2 separate regions of the Sus scrofa genome follow, and region 2 is linked to region 1. A link is a contact called in public Hi-C data. All regions are on one chromosome and are shown on one strand. The core of a region is the stretch at or near the end of the contact, and the rest is flanking DNA. Distances in the headings are between cores, read along the strand shown.

Region 1 (4,518 bases), core at 1,071-3,570:
TAGACTTTTTGTGAGTCCACAAAGAAACCCTGCGGGCGCATTAGCAGCACCCCCCCCCAGGCCCTGGCGACAACTGTCTGTCTCTGTGGGTTTGCCTGTTCCATAAGTGGCGGTGGATTTTACGTGCGTGGGATCATCCAGCGGGGGCGGGGGGGGGGGCTTCGATGACGGGCCGCTTTCACTTAGCAGTGTGCATGGTTTTTGAGGCTCATCCACGTAGCAGCACCTTATTTTTACGGCTGAGTAGGAGTCCCTAAGATGAAAAGACCACAGTTCGTTTATCCACGCGTGAGCTGAGGACGTTTGGGGCCGTTTCTCACTTTGACGGTTGTGATTGATGCCGCGGGACTGAAGCCGCTGTGAGCATGCACGCGCAGGTGTTGGTGTGACGGGAGTTCTCTGGCCTTGAGTACCCGGCTGGGAGGGCTTGCTGGTGCGGGGCTAATGCTGCGTCTCAACGTTGGAGAAACCGCCAGGCGCGTCTGCGGTGCAGCCTGGGTTTTACCCCGGCTTTTACCCGCTCCAGCCGAGGGCCAGCTCCGCTTTCCCACTTGGGCCACTGCCTGTCAGGTGTCTTTTCGATTCTCGCCCTCCTGTGGGCTGGCTTGGACGGGCATCTCCCCGGTGGTTAGCCATGTGGAGCACTTACTGGCAGTTGGCACCGAGGAGATTTTCAGGTCACTTCTGATTGAAAATTTGTGAGAAGAGCGTGAGGGACACGGGGTGCAGGCCCCCTGTGTTCAGGGTGTCTGCTCTTTCCAGGCCTCTCAGAGCAAATCCTGGAAAGGGGCAGGCGCCAGGCTTGGCCCAGGGCCCCCTGGGGTGGAGGCGGGGCGGCTGTGTTCTTGCCAGAGTGACTCACCAGGGGACAGACACACGTTCGGAAAAGGCCATTCAGACCTCATGGAAGGAACGGAAAAACATCGCCCTTGCAAACGAGGAAAAAATAGGCATGCTTTGGAGTTTAAAGTTGTGTTTCTTTTTTTAGTCATTAGGGAAAAACCGTCATGTCTCAGGCCCTGCGGGGGAACTTGCAGGCGTGTTGACTTGGTTCCAGTCCGTGGCCAGGAAGTCTTTCAGGGATTACCTGTTCTGGAAGGTTTCAGGGCAGAATAGCAGGGCTTGGAGTTTGGATGTTTTCTCGATGGTGCTGAGAGCTAGGAAGGGACCTTGTAACAGCTCACGGGGGTGGCCCCTTTTCCTGCCGATTAGTGCTCTGCTCGAGGAGGCACGTCTGTGCATATTTCAGGTGCCGCCGAAACACAGTTAGGAGGTTGTTGGCATGAAGGCCCGGAGAATTCTGGCCTCACATTCCTGGGACCGTTGAAGTGCGTGACGTATTTGTGTATTTTATCACAGATAAGACTTAACCTGTTAGCCGTGCACACATTTCAAGAATCCTTAGGCATGTGGGGTTTCCAAGCACAGGGCCCACCTGGGCTCTGGTCCGTGGAGGGGGAGAGTGTTGAATGTCAGGGGTGCTCTTGCTGGAGCTCTAGAATGTTCTCTCCAGGCTCCTTGAAGTAGCACATGGAGTGTTTGTACCAGAATAGCTGGAGGCCTGACCTGTGGGGATCTTGGCTCACAGAGGCAGATTTAATCAAATTAGCTTGGCAACCTAACTCCTAGGAAAGGCTGCATCTTGGGGGTAGATCATAGAAGGCTTTGTGTGCATATTAAACGGGATAATTTAATTAGCAGCACGATCTTAGTGAAAGCAGAATGCATCTTTGTGTCTTCAAAGGTGTATATAGATTCAGATTCTTACACTGATCTTTAGTGACTTACTTTGCAGGAAGCTGATGGTTTGATTCTGATAAATATCGACACGGGAAGCATCACCTCCTCCAACAGCGAGGACGCCGACGTGCCCGACATCCCTCTCCTGGCGGCGCAGACGTTCATTCAGAGGTAAAGGGCCGAGTAGCACGCGCTGGGAAAACCGTGTTCGGATTCCACACCTGCCTGTCCCGCGCGTCTTTTCTAAGCAGACGTTAATGGGCGGCTTGTGTGTTTAAGAGTTTGGAAGTTATTTGCGAGTATTGAAAAATAAAAGTCACTTGTGTTCGTTCTGATCTTGTCTGTAGATAGTAACTGCCCCCCCCCGCCCCCCGGCCAGGGGGCGGTCACTGCCCTGGGGTACCTCCTGACCCGCTCTGTGCCCAGGTCCTGAGCCCGGGATTGCTCACGCTCCTGCTCTCCAGAGGCTCCCAGTGCCCGCCACCGGCCCACGCTGGGCGGGGTGTGTGTTGCAGTGGACAGATGGGGCCCTGCCCTGTGGCACTGTGGTGGGGGTTGGCTGTGAGCCACCACCCTCCCCGGGCGGGAAGTTGCCTCCCCGGCCACTCCCCCAGCTTTCTCAGTGCTTTGTGTTTTCTTGGCTATGCTGTTGCTCTCTGTGGGTTTTTCGTCTCTACGACTTAACTTCATGAGCCGAGGTCGGGCACGACTCTTCTTGCAAAGCGGGCACGTGTGGTCATTGCAGGTCCTGTGCCCACTGTGGTGGGGAGGCCAGTGGGGCCCGTCCCGCCTGCGCGTCTCCTACGGGTGAAGGGAGGTCTCAGTGCTACTCACTCGGGGACATGAAGGTGCACCCCAGGGCGCCTGGCATTGGGGCAGGTGGGGGCAGAGCCTGGCATCGGGGTGGGTGGGGGCAGAGCCAGGCTCCCTCAGGGGGTCCTGCTGGGACGGTCCCCCCTTTGGAATCTAATAAATTGGTGGCGGGGGAGGTCCTGCTTCTAGCCCTCCAGCCACGCGTGGACTGCAGGCAGGCCCCGCATGAAACCTGTGGTTGTGACACACGGATGGCGAGGATGACGCAGCCCGTCTCACTTCGGTGTTGACTCTTCCCCTTTGCTTCCTCTGGTGTTGGGACATCAGACGTGGAGCGCTGAGGAGGGGCCGGAGCGGGTGTCTGTGTTGGCTCCCCGAGCCGGCGGGTCTCACCTCTGCCCTGCCCTGCGCATCAGTCAGCGCCAGCCACCCTAACAAACACCACCTGAGCAACAGATGTTTCTTCTCCCCTGGCCCTGCAGGCTGGGGTCCGAGACCAAGGTGGCAGCAGGGCTGCTTCCCCCAGGGGCCTCTCTCTTCCTGGCCTGGGGACGGCCGTCTCCTCCCTGTGTCCTCACGCGGTTGTCCCTCGGTGCATCTGTGTCCTCATCTCTTCTGAGGACCCTGGCATGTTGCATTAGGTCAGCCCCAGCCACTTTGTTTTAATTTAATCACCTTTTCTTTTGTTTCTTTTTGGCTGCACCCGCGGCATATGGAGGTTCCCAGGTTGGGGGGTCGAATCGGAGCTGTAGCTGCCAGCCTACACCACAGCCACAGCAACACAGCAACGCGGGATCCGAGCCGTGTCTGTGACCTACACCGCAGCTCACGGCAACGCCGGATCCCTAACCTGCTGAGCCAGGCCAGGGATAGAACCCGAAACCTCATGGTTCCTAGTTGGATTTGTTTCCACTGCTCCATGATGGGAACCCCTAATCATCCCTTTTGAAAACTTGTTTATTTTTGGCCACACCCACGGCATGTGGAAGTTCCTGGGCCAGGGATTGAACCCATGTCACAGCAGCGACCCCAGCCGCCGCAGTGACAGCACTGGATCCTTAACCCCCAGCACCACACGGGAACGCCTCATCGCCTCCTTCAGGCCTTGACTCCAAACACGGTCACGCTCTGAGCACTGGGGTCAGGACTCCAACATGAATCTGGGGACCTAATTCCAACCAGGACGCCTTGGTATTGCTCCTTCCTTCCCCCGGCAGGGCCGGTTTATTGCTGGTGCCTCATCTTAGCCAGAGCCCAGGCTGCGGGAGTGGAGTCCTGTGTGGCCGAGGCGGGGCGGGGGGGTACCCCAGCAAGGAGCCCTGGTGGGACTGTCTCCCCACATGAACCCAGACGGCGACCTGCATTCCTCGTCGGCTCACCTGCTGATAAGCAGAGTCCACATCGTGTTCGTCGGCGTTTGGCGCAGCTGCTCCAGTGTTTGCTTGGGCAGAGTGTCCCCAGGGGCTGGGTTCTGGCATCTGCACACATTCTTGTTAGAGTTCTAGAATGTACCTGGGGGTGGATTCTCACCTGGCTAGACCCCGCAGGGTGGGATGTGGGGTGTCCCAGGCTCACCATGGGGGACTGTTTCTGCATGTGAACTAACCTGTGTGTGGTCGGTGGCACGTCTGTGAAGGGCTCTGGGACCGTGATCTGGGATGTGGCGCCCCCCTCTTGGAATGTGGGGTGCACATGTGCGGCGTTCGCCCCTCTCCCCGGGATGCCCTCGTGCCTGGCCCTTCCCGCCACACTGTCTTCCTCACCTTGGTCGGAGAGTGTGTTTGCCCCGCCTGACCTCCTGCGGGACAGGACTGGGACCCCCGCCTCCCCCCGGCTCAGGGGTCTGGGGGAGAGAGAAGGAGGGGCAGTGACCGCCCCTCCCACAGCTGGATGCTCCGGCATTGGGGTTGGTGGGGCACGACTCTGCCACAGGCAGCTCTCGGCACTTTTATGCAGGAAGAGTCA
Region 2 (4,518 bases), core at 1,281-3,780, 53 kb before region 1:
TGGTTCGCCGCCAAAGGCGTGGCCTCTTTTCATTCATGCCTAATGACTGGGTTTATGCTCCCTCGGGGGTGTCTCATGCAGGCGGATTATCTCTAAACTTGCTTGGGGGCTTGGGTTTGTGTAACTGGCTGAATTTTGAAGGGTCTTCAGCAACGTGAATGTACTTTAAAAAATAGCAATGTGAATATACTTAAGGCCACTGAACTGGGCACTTGCAATATTTAACATAGTAAACTCCTTGTTATGTATATTTTGCCACCATAATGATGAAGAAAGATTCTTGGGTTTTGAAAGCTCATCTTATGCTGATTTTCCTGAGGCCAGCAACTGCGAAAGCAGGAGTCCCCTCCAGCAGGGTCCCTCCACATTTTCTCCCATAGTCTTTATCACCTGCCTCTGAATAATCCAACCCTGGTGGCTGTGAGTGGTGTGTGGACTGAACTGCATCTCCTCCAGATTCACTTGTTGACACCCCTAACCCCCACTGTGACAGCATCTGGAGACGGGACCTTAGGGAGATCAGAGCTCAGTGCCTAATCCAAGCTCATGAACGTTTACCCCTACATTTCCTTCTAAGAATTTTATCGTTGCAGCTCTTCCACTGAGATCATTGCTCCATTTGAGCTAATTGTGTATGTGGTGTGAGGTAGGGGTCAGCTTCATTCATTTGCATCCAGTTGTCCCAGCACCTCTGTTGAAAATGTTCTTCCCTTCCCCATTGAAGTGTTTTGGAACTCTTATCAAAAGTGAATTGTCCAGGGAGTTCCCTTGTGGTGCAGCAGGTTAAGGATCCAGCATTGTCATTGCAGTGGCTTGGGCTGCTGCTGTGGTTCTCCCTGGCCTGGGAATGTCGACATGCCGTGGGCACAGCTGAAAAAAAAAAAAAAAACTGTCCATACATGTGAGGGCTTATTTCCGGATCCTCAGTTCTATTTCGTTGACCCATTCTTCTGCCCTTATGCCAGTACCTTACACAGCCTCAATTACCGTAACTTTACGGTAAGTTTTGAAATGAAGACCGTGGGTTTTCCAACTTTGCTCTTTTTTTAAAAGATTATTTTAGTCATTCTATAGTCTCTTCAATGCCCAGGTGAACTTTTGGATCAGTCCGTCAATTTCTGCAAAGAAGCTATGTGTGGGGTGATGTGAATTCCTAGCCACTTCAGACTTCTGTGTGTGTGGGCAAAGCAGGCTCTGGGGGCCCGAGGTCTATCTTGGCTGGGATTCTGAGAGGGATCACGCAGAGATCTGTTCACCCAACCTGAGAATGGTGAGTCTTCCAGTCCATGAACGTGGCAAGATTGGTTTTTAATGTAATGTCATTTTTTGAGCAGGTATAAGCGGTATTTGGTGGAAATTTTAAAAAGAAAGCACAAGAATTCCTGTCGTGGCGCAGTGGTTAACGAATCCGACTAGGAACCACGAGGTTGCGGGTTCGATCCCTGATTTACTCAGTTGTTTAGGGATCCAGCGTTGCTGAGAGCTGCAGTGTAGGTCGCAGACACAGCTTGGATCCCACGTTGCTATAGAAGGCAGGCAGCTACAGCTCCCATTAGACCCCTAGCCTGGGAACCTCCATGTGCCGTGGGTGTGGCCCCAAAAAGACAAATAATAATGAAAAGAAAGTACGGAAGTGTGACAAGGAAAAGGTGGTCACTCATCCTGTCACCCTGCTTCCTGGGGACTCCCCCAGAGGCTGCCTCCGATCCAGATTCACCTGCTCTCCTGCAGGGAGCAAATGCAGTATCTAGGCTCCCAGCCTTCCTGGCTGGGCTGTAGGCTCGGCCTGCCCTTCCCCGCTTGCCTTTGTTCCCTGACGCTTTCCGCAGCCGGTGCTGGGGCTCTGCCGGTCCGCTCAGCCCTGGAGGGTGGGCGCACCACCCCTCCTCCGACTTTGCTGCTTTCCCTCCCAGGGCTGGCGCCTAAGGCTCCCATTTGGAGAACAGACCCTGGCTCAGCGACTGATTGGCAGGGAGAACTAAGGCCCCTCCCCCTTGCCTTGGGCTGGGGGGCAGGTCCTAACTTAGCCCCAAGGATGATGAGGCTTCGCTCACCCTCCAGAGTCCCCTGCAGGATCTGGCTCAGCCTTCCTGTGACGTCACCTGAGGACATTCCGCCTGGCACCCCACCCCACACTGCCCTCTGGCCCCCGGTCCCCACCCCCAGGAATCTTTGTCCAGGGAGTGCCGCTCGGGACGGGAGCCAAGACCGCTGAGCACCGCTGGCCCCCCTTCCGTCCCTCTGACCGCAGGGCTTTCTCTCATGTCCATCCTGCTCACCTGACGCTGCTTATTTATCAGCGATAACCTCGTACCCACGTCTTCTCCGTCATCTTGCCCTGTAGGTGTGGACGTGCTTGCACGAAATCCCTAGGAGTGGGATGGCAGGGTCAAAGGGCGAGTGCCTTTGGAACCCTGAACGCTGGAGCTGTCTTCCGCCCCACCGAGGCTCAGAGGCTTGGAGACAAACGCGAGCGACCGCGGGACCCGGTCCGGGCCCTTCTCCCCGCTCCCAGCAGGGGGCGCACACTCCGCCCCGTAGGAAGGGCCGGCCGGGGAGGCGGGGCGAAGCCGGGCGGGCAGAGCTGGGGGGAGGCGCTCGCCTTTCCCGCGCTGCCCCTCCGGCGGCTCCTTCCCCGGCCTGAGTCCCCAGCTGGTCTCTTCCTGGGGGAGAAGAACGCGCTGCGGAGTGAAGGAATCCACCGACGAGGAACCAGGGAACGGCTGCAGACGCCGCCGACAGTCCGCTGGGAGGGAAAGGGTCAAGGTCAAGATCGTCCGCCCCGCCCTCTAGGGGGCAGAACTCCGGGTCTGCGGGCTCAGGGCCTCGTCCCATCATTCCATCATTCCTCCGGTGTTCTTGTTTTTGTTTGTTTGTTTGTTTTGTTCGGTGTTTTTGTGTGTTTGCCTCGGCTGCGACCTACGTCGCAGCTCAGTGCCGATCTCCCACCCACTGGGCGAAGCCAGGGATCAAACCCACGTCCTCATGGGTACTACTGGGATTCGTTTTTGCTGCCCCACAATGGGAAGTCCCTGTCACCATGTGTTTAATTGGCTATTTAGTGTCATTCTAAGTAAGGAAAAGTGAAAAAATTTACATCTTTTTTTTTTTTTTTTCTTTTTAGGTCCTCACCCCAGGCATATGGAGGTTCCCAGGCTAGGGGTCCAATGGGAGCTTCAGCTGCCGGCCTCCACCACAGCCAAAGCAACGTGGGATCTGAGCCACATCTGCGACCTACGCCACAGCTCACAGCACTGCCGGATCCTTAACCCATTGAGCGAGGCCAGGGATTGAACCTGAAACCTCATGGTTCCTAGTTGGATTCATTTCCTCAGCACCATGACGGGAACTCCTGTGTTTTGAAGAAATACCAATTAAATTTATAATACCAATGAAACAAAATAAACACAATTTTGAATTTTTTGATGTTCATTTTTGTGTTGTAGGGACCACTTTTAAATGCAAAGTACTTAGCTTGTACGTGGACTCACTACCATTGCACAATTTGTATTTTGCCGTTTGTACGTGCAAGTGTATTTTGTCCTTGCCAGAAGAGTGGTAAGTATACAAAGCTCACTCTGCCGTTTTGGTGTCACTCTTGGCAGGTGCACCGTCTACCGGTCTTCTGTGGAAACTGGCCACACCCACAGTACACGACCTTGTACTCACAGGTGGAGGGATGGAAGGTGGACAGATGGGTGGATGGGTAGATGACGGGTGAGTGGGTGCAGGGGTAGATGGTGGGTCCGCCAGAATTCGGTGCTCCAGTGGCATCTCAAACACAGCATGTGTGTGGGGCCACGAGGAACCAGAAATAAGGGTACTGCATGAATCTCCCCTGCTCACATTCTTCTTCCATTGCCCCATGAGACTTCAGTTAGGAAGCACACGTTCAAAGATAAAATACCGATCATTTCATGATGGCAACAGCAGAGCATTAAACCAAGTGTGGGGCTCTTCTGTGTGTGGCCTGTGCGTCTGCACACGTGGCATGTCCGTGAGACTGGCCCTGCCCCGAAATGTCCAGAAGGAGAAACCTAGCCACCTCAGAGAGAAGGTGCTGGGACTCAGGGAGGGGTTAGGATAAGGATATAAATGTGGGAGCTGCCGACGTGTAGATTCAGTGACCGACTCCAGAGGACAAGAAGGAAGAGCCTGCACTTGAAGTAGGACCCTCGCCAGCTCTGCCATTGGCAAGCTCTGAGTAGGCAAGTTATACTCTCATCCATCCATCTATCCGTCCATCCTTCCATCCATCCGTCCATTCACCCACCTTTCTGTCCATCCATCGTCCATGCACCGATCCAACAGATATTTTTCGAAGTCTATTAGGAGCCAGACTATGTGGTAAACTTGGTCTCGTCTGTAAGAAGAGGATGACTTACCTGTAACAATATTATAACCAGACCATATTGTAGGATGTCTGGCAGAGAGCAGCACAGAGCAGGAGTTTAACCTGGAGATGGGCCCTGCCTCTCTGGAGTTCTGCCTCATATTTACCCTCTTCTCCCAAAGTGC

The links. Hi-C and Micro-C count contacts between places; a contact is called where the count stands out from the background.
Region 2: a Hi-C map of subcutaneous adipose tissue shows a contact between it and region 1, with 4 times the contacts expected there. The contact joins two enhancer-like sites. A contact is called at or near these places in 1 of 5 promoter capture datasets (liver), 23 of 47 Hi-C or Micro-C datasets (alveolar macrophages, blood, embryonic fibroblasts and 9 more) and 2 of 2 datasets of contacts at active chromatin or transcription factors (alveolar macrophages and skeletal muscle).

The regions. Positions count from the first base shown.
Region 1 is chr4:2,558,588-2,563,105 of Sscrofa11.1, reverse strand. DENND3 (DENN domain-containing protein 3) reads left to right here. Exons shown (of 23, transcript XM_021088792.1): 8 at 1,796-1,911. Among named protein-coding and RNA genes, the nearest start is that of DENND3, 17 kb to the left of the region's middle. Within about 2 kb of position 2,320, at least 18 of the 83 cell types and tissues checked have an H3K27ac peak or open chromatin away from gene starts, as enhancers often do. A contact at or near this core is called in alveolar macrophages, omental adipose tissue and subcutaneous adipose tissue, where this site is marked.
Region 2 is chr4:2,611,568-2,616,085 of Sscrofa11.1, reverse strand. No RefSeq gene overlaps it. Among named protein-coding and RNA genes, the nearest start is that of DENND3, 36 kb to the right of the region's middle. Within about 2 kb of position 2,530, at least 52 of the 83 cell types and tissues checked have an H3K27ac peak or open chromatin away from gene starts, as enhancers often do. A contact at or near this core is called in alveolar macrophages, omental adipose tissue and subcutaneous adipose tissue, where this site is marked.